Regions from separate parts of the Triticum aestivum genome. Here region 1 is linked to region 2. The links are chromatin contacts, called in public Hi-C maps. All regions are on one chromosome and are shown on one strand. Each heading gives the region's core, a stretch centred on a gene start, on an enhancer-like site or on the middle of the called end of the contact. The rest is flanking DNA. Distances are from core to core; before and after follow the strand shown.

Region 1 (7,221 bases), core at 2,514-5,013, 300 kb before region 2:
AACAGGGTTCAAAAGGGTGCATTATATTTCACATTTGTGTGCTGACAGCTAAGTACATATAAAACGCAGACTAAGATTATGATAAACTACACCAGAAGAAATAAGTAATCACCCGATTGCGCAAGCCCTGAAGCTAGTTGAGCTAAGTGCTCAGCATAGGCTTTTTTTTTTTGAAACGGAGGCAAAAAATTTGCCTCATCCATTAAATAAGCATAAGAGAGTTGCCCAGTTAATTAGTGGAAAACCAGGCGAAAACCATTACAAACCGATGAGCGGCACACATAAGATACCCACACACGCCACTCCAGAGAGGGCCTCGTCGAGACAATCCAACAACGTTATCGTCATCATTTCTCCCCTAAAGGCGTCATCGCAATCCCAAACTCTGAGAAACGACTCCGACTTCGCCAAAGACGATCGTCGAACCAACCCACACTGAAAATGATGTGCACATGAAGATCCGCGTCAAACCTCAGCCACCGCGACGAGACAGCGCAGCTCCGACACCGACAGGAAGCTACGAAGGGGAACCAGGCAAGGTTGGCGTCGTTGAAGATCACCGAATGGACCACCTGCTACCCGTCATCGTACACCACAGGGCCCCGCCACCGCAGCTTCGACTTCAAAGCACCAAACCAGCCGAGGCCATCCCACGAACACGCCGGAGAAGAGCCGACTACCTCAACCAAAGCCACGTCTCCTACATCATTCCCCGTGACACCGTTGCCACAGAAGCCTCAGCGCCAACTTCATCACCTCCGGTCCCGCTTGCCGATGCCCAGCTACAAAGATGAAGCCCTCAAGAGGGGTTACGACGCCACGACGCCGCCATCATCCGATCGCTCAGGATCTAGGGTTTCCCCGGTGCTGTAGCAACGGCCGGATCCAACATGGGAAGGGTGCAATAGCAATGCGACGATGCCTCCAAGAAGGTCTACGGCGTCTAAGGCCGCCGCCATCGCCGGTCAAATGCCCATGGCCGGAGACAGGGTTTTCACCCAAGCTACTAGCACCAACACGTCAATCCAGCACCGACAAGACCACCAGCCACAACCTCCCACGAACAAGCAAGTTGACGAAGAAGAACCGAGCAGCCACCGTAGCCAACCGCACCTCGCGGAGACAAACAGGGAGCCGCCGGCCAGAACCAGTGCCACCAGACGCAGCACGAGCCTCCGCGCCCTGCACAGCACCATGCCAGCAAGGAACGAGCGCCGCCCGAGGCCGAGAACCACCGCGGATCCCAGCCGCAGCCCTGGACCAGGCACACCGACACGCAGATCCTCGTGCACGCCGGAAACCCCACGGAAACCGGAGACATCAGATCCTCTGCATCCGCAGCCCCCTGCTTCGAAGACGACCGATTCGCCGGGCACACCGCCATGCGCTTGCCTCCCACGCCTCGGACCTCAGCACCCCTAGAACTGCGCCGGGGCGCCAGATCCGACAAACATGCCTCCCGCGCCAGAACCTCCACCTCCAGCCGCCCCTTGCTGCCCGCCGACGCACCTCGCTGCAGGCCTCAACTCGCTTGCGCGCAACCGCACCTCTGCAGTGCCCCGACCTCCACGCATCAGCGGCGCCCATACCCGTCACCGGAGCCGCCAGATCCGCCGCACAGGACTCGCCTCGGACCCCCACAAGCTAGCGCCACGCACACACACCTCTGCATCGACCAAGCCACCGAGAGCCCCTGCGCGCGCGCCGCGCCGGCCGGCGCAGCCTCGTCACCACGCCACGGACGCGAGCAAAGGTGAAGGAAAAATGAAAAGCATAACTATACCTTGGGCTATTGGGGAATATGCAATCAAAGTAATCCCAAGCTCATCACAAGCTGCCTTCACCCCATTTTCCTCAGGGTTCCTGTAAATCAGACTGTAATTTACTTGGTTTGAAGCAAGTGGAACCCCCCTCTTCTTGAGGCGCTCGTGAGCATCTCGCAGACGTTTCTCTGGTAATGAATGTGATTCAGCTTAATTTTACCATAAAACAAGCAGCTGGCATAACATGCTCCATCAAATGAGAAATGAAGTCAGCTTTTACAAACCACTGTAGTTTGAGACTCCAACGGATTTTACAAGACCTTGTTCATAAGCATCAGCAAGGCCGTCGAGGTAACCTGGATTACAAAAGAAATAAAACAGTTAGTTTACTGCACCACAGTGGGCCTAAAATAAGATATTAAAAAAAAGGCAGCCCGGTGCATGTAGTTCCCGCTTGCGCAGTGGGCTAAAAATAAGATATTAAAGTTCGCTAAAAAAATAATATTCATCATTTATATAAGTTCGGATACCTTCGTTGCCCCATATCCCTGGCCTGAAAAGGATTTGAAAAGAACAGTTTCAGCAAGCTAAAAAGAGTTACAAATAACATTAAAGCAATATATTGATGAACTACTAACCAATGAAGTTGGTATGACTCAACCGAGGAGACACCAAGGCGGGAAAGTGAGCCCTTTAGTGCAGAAATTACACTTCCCTTGCCAAACCTCCATGGAAGAGCGGCAAATTTTGTTGCAATGGCCACCTCGACCCCTTCTTTTTCTTTCCTTTCCTTGATAAATCTGATGGGAATTAAGGAGAATTTGCATCGGACGATGTGAAGACTTCATTATCAAAATATACGGGCATGGTGTATAATGATGCATTATATACCTTCCTAGTAGACTTTCTGAATTTATCGCTCCCGATACCTAAATGTCATCAAAATTAGGAGGTTGTGAGGGTTGGCCTGAAATGATCTAGAGAATGTGCAATAAAGCAAGAACTAATCATGAACTATCTTGATCCCTACCCCTGCACCATATACTTCCGCAGTGTCAAAAAAGGTTATTCCACTATCAACGCTCGCATCGAATGCTCCTTTGGCATCCTTGAGTTTCCTATCTGGAAAATTCAGAAAATGCTCGTTCATGTTAGACATGTAGCAGCAATCAGATATCAGTGTGCCAGCATAAAACTCAAGAGCAAATGCGAAATGAACTCAATATTACAGACTTAAAACACATTTGTTTTGGTATTTTTGCAGTTTGCTGGTTACTGTTCATGGTCAAAGGTTTTCTGGGGCTAAAAATTTAGAGAGAATACACGTGACATGTGCTGTGGCACAAAGTTTTGACAGGCAATGCAACAAGCACCTCAGGTGCATGGCAAGCATGACCATAATTTCATCCAAGAAACGCCAACAACAATGCAATGATGCAACAGGTGAATAACACAACCAGCGTGCTGAGTATATAATCCTCATTTTTAAGAACTGCACAAATCAGTTCACCAGAAAGAGATAACTAATTGATGAACGCAGGTGCAGGTGGATCAAGAAGAGCGATGGGTTCAATTTAGAAGAAGGTTATCTGGACTGCGCGCGGCCGAACGTACCGTCCCACTCGAAGTCGTTCCAGTAGGTGGTGTCGCCCCAGGACCAGGCCCCTATGCCAAGCTTGGTCACCGCCACGCCGGACCCGCCCAGCATCACCTTGCTGCCGTCCTCCACCGCCGCGCCCTCGGACGCCACCGCGCGGGGCGGGCGAAACGCTGCTGTTCGCCGCTGGCCGAGGAGCGGGAGGCAGCCACAACATCCCGCGCCGCCGGCGACCTGCAGGGCCATCGCGGACGGAAACGGGGGCAGGAATTCTCGTGCCGTGGTAAGTGGGCGCCGCGCGGTGGTGTTCTTGGCGAGGCGAGTGGCAGCGAAGCGCGCGCGTTTTGTTTGGCCACGGCAAGAGGGGGGCGGGTCACGTGGAGGCGCAGGTGACCGCGCGCGCGCACGTGGGGCTCAGCCGGACGCGCTCTAGTTTCTTCTCTTCTTCAGGGCCTTCCGAACGGAAGTGATTCGGTGCGGGCCACTCCACTCAAAATACAAGGTGTCTCAATTTTGGAAATGGGCAAGCCAAAAACATTATTTTAATAAATTAGCTGATATATACATAAAAAATGCTTACATGTAACTTTATCGACCACCAATTTTTGCGAAAAAATTGTCATGTAACTTTTTCTAAAAAGAACACTTTAGTTGTTGTATGTAAGAGCATCTACAGCCGGACTCAGCAAATCCAACCCCTCAAACGCCCGCCGATGCGTCCGGCGCGTCCGCGGGCACTGACTGGGCACCCCCTATATCCACGTTTTCACACCCATGTATCTCATATTCCGTCCCCTATTTTCATACTAAACCATGCAAAGTTGATAAAAACTACGTAGATTATGAGCGGACATACAAATGCATAATCAGTTCATCAAAAGATCAGATAGCCAAAGTTCACATAATACACATAATACGGCGGACAAGTTCAACCTACAACTAAAGACTTGAACAAAAACGGATCTTCACCACTTCCTCGCCGACCCTTTGCCCTTCCGGTCGCCGGCGCAGCTGTAGGAGTCCGCGGCAGGAGGTGGGTCCGCCTCAGAGCCGTCGGACCCGTCGGAGGAGGAATCGTGGATGACGGTGAAGCCTTGCAAGCGCCGAACGACGTGGTCTTGCTGGCGTTTGAGCTTGGCCACCCTCGCTGCCTCCCTCGCTGCCTCCGCCACCTCCCGCTTGGATTGCTCAACGCCGAGCCGGAGCTGCTCGGCGTTGAGCCTTCGGAGCCGTCGGGCCATCGTCTCCGCCTCAGTCAGTGATTGGCGGCACGCCCACTCGAAGACATGGTCCTCCTTGTCGGGCACCCGGCGGCGGCGGGCGGACTGCGCAGACCCGTCGGACCTGCCCGCCATCTCCCTAGCCCTCTGCCTCTCGCGGCGTGCAGCTCGTGCCGCCGACTCTGGAGTCCGCATCCGCGGCGTCGACTGAGCGGACACTAGAACCTAGCGCTACCCGCGCAGAGCAGTGGTCGGGGGTGGAGGAGGCCGTTGGGCGGGAGGAGCAGATCTGGCAGGCCTCGCAGATCCACGCATGGGGCGGGAAAGGGCCGGCGCCGGCATCGGCGCTGGCGCGACGGGCGATAGGGGGCGTCGCACCGGACCTGGAGCTGCCGCCTGTATCGACCTGCGAGCACTCTAGCGTGATATGAAGCGCCAGCTCCTCCTCATCTCCGGAGCTACCGTCGGAGTAGCTGCCAGTGCTGGACATGCTTGCGAGCGCTGGAGATTTGGCAAATTGGGGGAAAATGGGACGTCAGGAAGGGAAGAGGAGCAGAGTGACTTAGGATTTCTGCTGGACAAGGGTTTTGTGGGGTCGGGGTGGGCCAACAGTGGGTCGGGCTTATGTGGCGGGCGCGCCCGTGCGTGCCCAGACCGCCTCATATCCGCCCTACATTAGGGGCGGATATGAGGGGTGCCGGTCAGCCCGGGCGTTTGAGGCCCGTTTGAGAGCTTCGGATGGGTCGGTATTTTGTGACCGGTCAGTGACCGGACAGCCTGCCCGGACGTATGAGACGGATATAGGGCACCCGGTTGTAGATGCTCTAAGTCGTCTGTTTTTGAAATTTGGGTAAGTCGCTTTTCTGACTGTTGATTGTTTTGTCAAGATTTGTGATGTCTTTCTTTTTTCTTGTGTTGTTTCACAACTTTCACGCTGAATTTTTGACTTGCCCCTATTTTGGGTTAGTTGGCTATTTTTGTTGGACTTGAAGCCCGTTGTTCACTGCTTGTGTTTTTATATCGGGACTCGGAGGAGCTGGCGGCGGAGCTTCAGCTCACACCGGTGTCCGGCCGCGAGTTTTGGATGGCGATGCGGAGCGAGAGCTCCTCATCGTCCGATGTGTCGCTGCCGGATTCATGGCCGGACTTGGCCATGGCAGAGGAGGCGGAAAGATTCGGAGAGAAGTGGAGAAGACATGATGGGAGCGGAGAGAGCGTGGGGACTGCGAGTGACTAGGGTTTGTCTGAGTATTTTTTTTAAGATTTGCCAACACTTTATTGATCACTGATGATGTTTAAGGAAATGCAAGTTTTTTAGGGGATTAAGGAAATACAAGTATGGGGGTTTTGCGGTCATAGTGGGGGCAGGGTGGGCCAGTCTGTTGTAGCGGCGGTGTCCAGGCCTATTCATATCTGCCTTAGATATGGACCAAATATGGACTGCCGGTCAGTTTGGATGTTTGGTCCGGTTTTAAACGGTGTTGTTTTCCGTCCGGGCAAGCGTTGGCCGCCCGATCAATTGAGATTTTTTTTCGCGAATATGCAAAAGCTGTGCGTATCTTTGCATTGATAGATAGGGTAGCAGTACAAGATAGCGTTACAGGTCAGAAGCAAGGCTGCTAACTAGCTCGTACACAAGGATGGCAAGCATCATTAGTCGTGACACACAGGGCAGCCGGGTGTGCCTCCCAGCAAAGCCTCTGTCTACGTCTCGGGTATGAGTAGGGCCAGGCCCTTAGCGCCGGCATGTGCCCAAAGGCGCGCCTCCTCTTGGATCATGTGCACTGCGCGACCCACGATGGGCTAGTCGCCATCAAAGAGGCAACTGTTATGATGTTTCCATAAGTGCAGGCGGTGAAGATGGCGATGGAGGCGAGGCTGCGGCGGAGGCAGGTCGTGGTGCTGGAGATGGCCGAGGAGATCCAGGTGATGAAATCCTCGTCCTGGGCAGGGATCGTGGTAATGCAACGGCACCAGGAGAGTACCTCATGTCAAACTTGGCGGGAGAAAGAATAGCCCGTGAGGAGGTGCTGCATCGATTCTGGCTCTTGGTTGCAGAGTAGGCAGCGTGGATCATGGGGGAGACCGTGACGCGCAAGGCGGTCCGCAGTCCAGCACCTGCCCAGCAGAGCGAGCCAGATGAAGAACTTGATGGGTAGTGGTGCCTAGGATCTCCAGGTGATGCGCCAATGCGGGTATGTGGTGGAGCCATTGAATAGGGCTTGATAGCAGGAGCGAGCAGAGTAGGTTCCGGTGCTAGTCCATTGCCAGGACAACCGGTCTTGCTCGTCGGTCAGGGTCAGATGTCGTAGATGTCGCCGAGTGAGGCGTACTGCATGACCATGGCCGCACCCATGGCGCCTTGGATGTCGGTGATCCACGTCCGGTCGAGCAGCCCATCACGCACCGAGTGTGTCTTGCACCGGTGTTTGGGCACTTTGCGGTAGATTAAGGGCGCGATCTAGGACATGCTTTTCCCGTCCAACCAGTGGTCCTCCTAGAACTTGCATGACTCATCGTTGTCGACGGTCCAATGTTGGGGAACACGATAATTTCAAAAAAAATCCTACGACTACGCAAGATCTATCTAGGAGATGCATAGAAACGAGAGGGGAGAGTGTGTCCACGTATCCTCGTAGAC
Region 2 (7,590 bases), core at 2,093-4,592:
TATCACTTGGTGCTGCCCGGTTGCCACGGCCGTGTGAGCGGCGTGGTAGCTGGGGTGTGGCATTCGGTGGCGGTGAGTGATGGCCGGGGTGAAAATCTGCTCTTTCTTTGGACGGACCGGCGGCGGCGAAGCTCGTTCCCTTCTTGAAGGCGTCGTCGCGGCTCTCGTTGCCGGTCATGTTGCTCAAGGGAAAACTCTGATCGTTGGATCAGACGGTGGCGGTGCCCCAGTCGTCCCCTTCCTGAAGGCACCATCTTGGAGCCCACGGTTCGTCATATGCGGCTTTACTTCTTCACGGTGACGTGTTCACAACTGTATCCCCCGACTGCTCTTGTAGTGCTAGGGATGGTGTTGCTGCGCACAGCGCCTATGTATCCTGCCTTGGGTGTGTGTGCATGTATTGTGGGGGCGTGCGTTTGTACCGGATGTTGTTGATCATTGCTTTATATATAAAGCAGGGCGAAAGCCTTTTTGATAAGATGGTAGCGATATGGGATTAAAGATTTGCACCACGTCTTACCATTTATTCATAGGCTTTTGGAATTTCTGGAAATGCACATGGTCAAACCCATTAATTCTAACAAGTTCATCCGGATCACAGGCATAGATGTTCCGTTGGTGAATCCAACTACTACTGGCTCTTCCTCAACTTGAGGTTCCCTTTAGGCATCTTGCTCAAGACGCCCTTGTCAAGCTTCTGGTACTGACTCCCAATCAAGCCAAGCATGTTGTACAGCACCTCATCGACTTGATCATGATACCTCTCATAGAACACTGGTAGAGTGTGTGCACACACAAACCCTGCAACAGAGCACTAGTGTAAATGGTAGTCAGAAACCAAGAAAATATCCAGGTGTTAATCCCTCCTCAACATATTATCAAGTGAAATCATGGTTGTTACCGATGTAGATGACGGTGATGAGACTGAACCAGCTCCCGATGAAAGCGGTGACAATGAACCCGGCGATCACCTGAAAGAAAAAAAAAATCAAGCCTGGTCTGGTACACTACATGTCTGGAAGTGCTCATAGGAGAGGACAAACTGACAGGACGGATTTCATCTCATAGGCATTAAGCTTAAGGCGCAACATACCATGAGGAACTGCTTCAGGTCTCTTCCACAGGACACATCCTGAAGGCTTCCCAAGAATTTGTTCACCTGGGCGCCGACAGCTGCGCCGATGTTTGCAAACAGCTCTTCTGGTAACTCCACACGGGGCACATTAGAAGGAGACCTGAAAACATAAAATGCTTGCTTATGATTATGCTGCCTACCAAAGTTCAGGTATCGACAGCAAATATAGAAAACAAAAACTGCAGAATTGGTTGGAGTTTTTGTATTGTTGCATAGTGTATACCCATTGAGCATGCCTGCGAAGCTGGACCATCCGAACTGGACAACCATGCCAAGAACAAGCACAAATGATACGATGGTCAAGAAATGGTAGTCGAGCCACTCGAAGAAGACCCAGGCAGCTGTTGCAACAGCAAGAACGCTCGATGAGATCTTCTTGTTCCTCCACAGTAGCACATCAGCGGCTGCGGCCAGTCATTGTCGTCGCGAGGAAGGAAGCGACATATCATCAGCAACTCCGTGTGGACCGAATCAAATTAATAAGAGGGAGATAAAAGTATAAGAGGTCCGGACATTCTCCACCGCCGAGGATGTGGTGAACAGACTTGTGGCCGCCGAAGAGCTTCTTGGCTTGGCCGGAAATGGAGCCCTCATCGTCGAACCTGACAGACTTTTGCTTGGGGAGCTTGTCGGCAATGGCGTCCATGATGCCGCTCATCATGTTCTCTGCCGCATTCTCAGAGTGCTCTGCCATCCTTCCACACCCTTGAAAATACAATTGTTGGTTAGCATAAAACGCGAGCAACTCAAGCTTCATATTCATTTTCAACATGAATATACTACGATGTCTCCTTAGTGCCCTTCTCAGAACTGCTAGCTGTGAGTGAATCAGATCATTCAAGTAGATCAATAATTTGCTAGTATAATTAATATGTAAATAATCTTGGTGAAGAACCTTCAAGTATAATTTGTTTATAAACTAAAAAAGGACTGCAAGATGATTGGACTGATCAAACTAAGGCATGCCCATATCATATGGTCTGAGTCTCCAATCATCTGAAACTTTGAAGAAGTTAAAGGCTCCATTTTGTCTAAAATAACTAATCCAGTTTTCTAAGCACGGAAAAGGCAAGGCAAGGTCGACAAACATAAAAAGAAGGGGAAAATAGCACAAGCTGTGAGAGATGAATTTACCAAGCAAAAGAGGAATCAGTAGGCAACTAAAGCTGCTGATCTTCCGGCCAACTGATCCCAAGAAGCAGGCGTCGGAGAGGTACCAATCAGACAAGAGGGGAAAGTTGGGAACTGTCAGGAGGAGAAAAGGAATTCTTAAGAGCAACTAGTTTGTTGAAAGAAAGGGATAGGTGGGCCAGTGAGCTTGTCGAAAGGGATAGGTGGGCCAGTGGGCTTGTCGTAATTGGGCTGTGGGCCAATGCCATATTAGAGCAATAAGTGTGAACCAACAATTGGGTTTGTCGTCATCAGTAGTATTGTAGTGGCCTGGAGATTCCTTACCTAAAAATAGCCTCGAAATTTTCATAAGAAAAACAAAGTTACCTTAACCATGTAACTTTTTTGAGGGAAAAACTATGTCTTGTACTCAAAGTTCTCTCAGAAAAAGAACTACTCTTTTGGATCCATATTAATTGATGCTGATCTAGTAGTACAAAAGTAAGAAAACTTGAAAGATATTTACTGGTTCGTGGTCATGCCGTTACCAAACACCACAGCACGTAATATCAGCACCATGCAGTCTACATTGTTTTATCTAGATCAGAACATGATGGTTTTCTACTTCCGAGAAAAAATATTTCCTCAAAAAGGTCAATGACAACTATGCATCTTGTCTGGAGCTCAACTCGGTTGAATGGTGTGGAACGATCCAACATTTCGAATGCAACAGTTTCAGACAAGGTAATTCCAGCAGGTTTTCTAGAAAAATTATCCACGCTCGAAGCATAGGTAATGAATGTTGTGTACTACCCCGCAAAAAAAATGAATGTTATGTACTGCCTGACTTCATACATTGTGATGTTGTAGTGCGTGACATGTGCTTACTTTTTTTTTCCTTTTTTGCGGGGAAACTGTATTTACATTACAGACCTCGCGACACAACTGAGAATATTACAAGCTGGTTGTGCGCAAGTGCATCCCAACAGTTGGTTATTGGGAATTGTGTGCAGAATGGGATGAAATTGCTCGGACCAAGAAACAATCATCGCTTCTGATCTCAAAATCAGGTTCTTACTTTTTCAGATTCTAACCTCCAGGCCTACGGATCCGAGAAAATGTGCCGGTCTCCGAGAAGTAGGTGCTCTGGATTCCACTTCCAAGAAGGTTCCCGTGTGCCTGTGGGTTTGACAGTTCTATTCCCTGCAAGTGGAAAGTAAGGTATATGAGAAAGATGGAGTGATGCCAGAGATTTCATGTGGTTAACCTCTTTAAAAATAACAAAATAGGACAATCCAACTAACTGAAACCGTATAATGGCGCCAAAGATGCATACAGCCTACTGATTACCATCTATACAGAAGGTGCTAAATGTATAAAAGCATGGTCCAAACTAACAGCAGCCATACAGCACCCGGTTTACAAGAAAGAAAAAAGAATATGTAATGCTGGCATATTTATGTACACTTGTACAGTATAGCAAAATATATTGTTCATGATGACTTCACTCACATAAGCAAAAAAGGACTTTCTGGTGCAGCAAAAAGACAAAAACAATGGATGCAATGCCTTTTCCGACTCCTCAACATGAGCAAGTCAAACAATAACTAAGCAAATACAAGATAAAAAAATTACATAGCAATCTAGAGTATCAGTCATGATCCCATGTTAAACAACTGGATTGACTAAAGATCATGCATAACATTAATTACCTATCTTATTAAAGTGAACCAGGGAAAAATAAACTCACCTGAACTGGTGTAAAGGCCAAACTAGATGTCAGTCCAGATGTTGCACCACTCCTACCATAACTCTTCTCCTTGAATCTAATATTAGAAAGTAATGAGGAATCAAAGAGAGATTGCAGTGCGTGATATCAAGAAAGTGGTCATGAATTGAAATAGAAACAGCAATTTCAAGATAATTACGAGAGTTACAGTAGCATAAGGATTGCCTGCAAGGCTGCTAGAACTGGTACAGGGTGCAAATAATCCGTAACATAAAAATGTGTGCAAACACCTAAATGATGTAAGGTTTGTGCAGGGAAACATTAAACTTGTGTTGAATTTAGAAACAGTCAAACAGAAAACATTACACTGCAAGTTATACCGTGTTTTTTGGAGTAAAAGTGCAGAAGACCTCTATTGCCAAGCTATTAGTAGTGATGTGCTTTATGCTTTAACACCAAATGGCAAGGAACAGAAAGGAACAAAATAAGATACTGTGGGAAGAATAAAGAAGGCATACTTTTTGTCCACTTTAGCAGAGAATTTGTTCTGTGCAGCTGAGACACGTAGCTTCCCACTTCCGGCCTGCCCGAGCATGCCATAACCTTCCCCCAAACCATCACCTTGTGATAACAAGATGTGATCATGTCAATATTAAAGTAAAGTGTAGCTAAACTAACTACTCCCTCCGATCCAAATTACTTGTCGCTCAAACGGATGTATCTATCTAGCACTGAAATACATCTAGATACATCCATTTGAGTGAGACAAGTAATATGGATCGGAGGGAGTAACAGAATGTTATTCCAACCATACTGTCAAAACCAACTGAACTAATGAGCTCTCCTCTGGTATTCCAAACTGCATTCGGTTTGCAAGCTTCATCATATCAGTTACCGCATATCTGCAGAACCAAGTTCCGAAGTCATGACAAGATACCATGTTGTATATGTGATGAATCAAGTTTCAGCACAGAATGCAAATAAGTAGTTCAAGAAACAAATAAGCATGAAGCTGTTCAACATATATATAACAACAACAAAGCCTTTAGTCCCAAACAAGTTGGGGTAGGCTAGAGGTGAAACCCATAAGATCTCGCAACCAACTCATGGCTCTGGCACATGGATAGCAAGCTTCCACGCACCCCTGTCCATATATATAGGGAAAATAGATTCTACCATCTAGTGGTAGTTACCTCTATCTTAGAAGCCGTCCGATTGCATTAGATCCGTGCAGTTCCTAACAGGTATGGGCAAAACAAAGTTCCACCCTATACCTTCCGATTTGTTGGGCGTCAGCTATCTTCCTATTTTTTGGGCGTTATCCCCATACATCGCTATATATCCTCGTTCTCTCTCCTAAGCACGCTCTCTCTCTCCTTGTTTCACGGAATCAGAAGCTTCATGAGACAAATCTGAATCAATCAGGAACGGTAATTCATGGGAAAAGGAGGTATGCATCCACGCATGCTTTTGTGATTTCTGCGGATGCATCATGCAAACTGATTGCTTCGTGTTCCTAATTCCATTGGTAGTGCTTATCTAATAATCTATACGTTCTGTAGGCTGATCGTTGATGTATCTTTTGCCCAGTTGCATGCAAGTGCCCACCGCAGCGGCGGCGGCGATGGCATGTACAGGTGCATATGTCCAACCGTTTGACTGCTCCAGCCCAGCATGACGACGACTACGTACGACATCCCATGGGTGACTGCTCCGACGGCGGCCACGGCGACGAAGATAAACTTAGCACATTCCACCTGGCGGCCCCATGATGACGAACAACCGCGGACGGCTGACGGGTGACTCTTCTAATATCGTGGGCGGCGGCAACAGCGACAAAACGACTGCACACGGCCGACCGACTCCTCCTCCGGCTTCAGCGCCCGTCAAGGACTTGCATGTACTATATACTCCATACTCAGATGTGTATATCAAGCCGATTATGGAGTTATGTCTGTGTATACGTGCATGCTAATGCATGCATCACCACCAGTCAATGAATCTGCCTGTTCAAATTCTTCTGGCTAGTATATGCAACTGCGTGAAGGATATGTACATAGATATTCATTCTGCACTGCAAATGCACGCATTTTTGTTCAAAATATATTCTACCTGGTCATGTGGAGAGAACAGAACAAATACCATCCTTCACTATCTGTAAATATCTACAGGTTATTTCTATATTTGGAGTATGTAGTCTTTCTTGTAGGAGATGCTTCATACTATATTCGTTATGAAATACTCCTATCAGATACTCCATTCTTCGTGAAATACCATATACTCCATACTACTTTCTTAATACTCCATACTACCTTTTCCATATATACTACATACTACAGATTTCATATATATTTTTTTTCAAAACTATCATGTTTTTTGTAGCAATTTCGGAAACTATAGGACGTAATGCAAAAAAACCAAAACTAGTAGCCCGTCGGCCATTCTTTGGCCGAAGTAGTACTTTTCGGCCACAGCTAGGCCGAAATAGTACTTTTCGGCCACAGCTAGGCCGAAGCAGTACTTTTCGGCCAGAGCTAGGCCGAAGTAGTACTTTTTGGCCAGAGCTAGGCCAAAGTAGTACTTTTCGGCCACACTTAGACCGAAATAGACTTTTTGGTCAAGTCTAGGCCGAAAAGTCACTTTTTGGTCATCCCTAGGCCGAAGTTGCATGGCTCATGCTGAATTGTATTTTGTTGCCACCCGTTTCCCGCCCACCCCTTCCCGCCACCCGTTTCCCGCCAACCCCTTCCCGCCTTATTTTCCCGTCAATCCGTTCCCGCCTTATTTTCCCGCCAATCCCTTCCCGCCTTATTTGCCCGCCAATCCCTTCCCGCCAACCCTTTCCCGCCATACCGCAGTTATTCTTTCCCACCATTTTCTCCTCTGTATCTATAAAACCCCCTTCAGGCGGAGGTGGATAAGCATTCCAGTGTAGTGTAGTCGAGATGTCCCATTATCCATTCGATCGTACTTTTCACCCTGAGATGAGCAGCACTCTGCTGAGTCTAGCTACCGATTTCAGGATGGACAATAGGATAGTTCCATGGGACGAACTCACCGGTAGTGACACCATAATGAATGAGTTGACTCACCAACTACGTAGGTCTGGGTGGCCTGAAAGGACCTATGAGGAGTCTGAAACTAACAAACTCCACCACCACCACCGATATGTTACTTTCAGACTCCTCATAGGTCCTTTCAGGCCACCCAGACCTACGTAGTTGGTGAGCCAACTCATTCATTATGGTGTCACTACCGGTGAGTTCGTCCCATGGAACTATCCTATTGTCCATCCTGAAATCGGTAGCTAGACTCAGCAAAGTGCTGCTCATCTCAGGGTGAAAAGTACGATCGAATGGATAATGGGACATCTCGACTACACTACACTGGAATGCTTATCCACCTCCGCCTGAAGGGGGTTTTATAGATACAGAGGAGAAAATGGCGGGAAAGAATAACTGCGGTATGGCGGGAAAGGGTTGGCGGGAAGGGATTGGCGGGCAAATAAGGCGGGAAGGGATTGGCGGGAAAATAAGGCGGGAACGGATTGGCGGGAAAATAAGGCGGGAAGGGGTTGGCGGGAAACGGGTGGCGGGAAGGGGTGGGCGGGAAACGG

The links. A called contact is a pair of places that touch in the nucleus more often than the background predicts.
Region 1: a Hi-C map of leaf shows a contact between it and region 2, with 4 times the contacts expected there. The contact joins the promoter of LOC123044992 here to the promoter of LOC123044990 in region 2. A contact is called at or near these places in 3 of 5 Hi-C or Micro-C datasets (all in leaf).

Annotation. Positions count from the first base shown.
Region 1 is chr2B:374,770,146-374,777,366 of IWGSC CS RefSeq v2.1, reverse strand. It overlaps LOC123044992, which reads right to left and starts at 3,763. Exons shown (of 10, transcript XM_044467901.1): 1 at 3,378-3,763; 2 at 2,794-2,885; 3 at 2,655-2,692; 4 at 2,402-2,563; 5 at 2,294-2,316; 6 at 2,048-2,119; 7 at 1,784-1,951. The coding sequence starts at 3,606.
Region 2 is chr2B:374,467,870-374,475,459 of IWGSC CS RefSeq v2.1, reverse strand. LOC123044990 (reticulon-like protein B8) reads right to left here and starts at 3,342. Exons shown (of 7, transcript XM_044467896.1): 1 at 3,324-3,342; 2 at 2,270-2,320; 3 at 1,649-1,840; 4 at 1,359-1,539; 5 at 1,094-1,235; 6 at 902-971; 7 at 492-801. The coding sequence starts at 1,829. The coding sequence ends at 632. It also overlaps the pseudogene LOC123044988.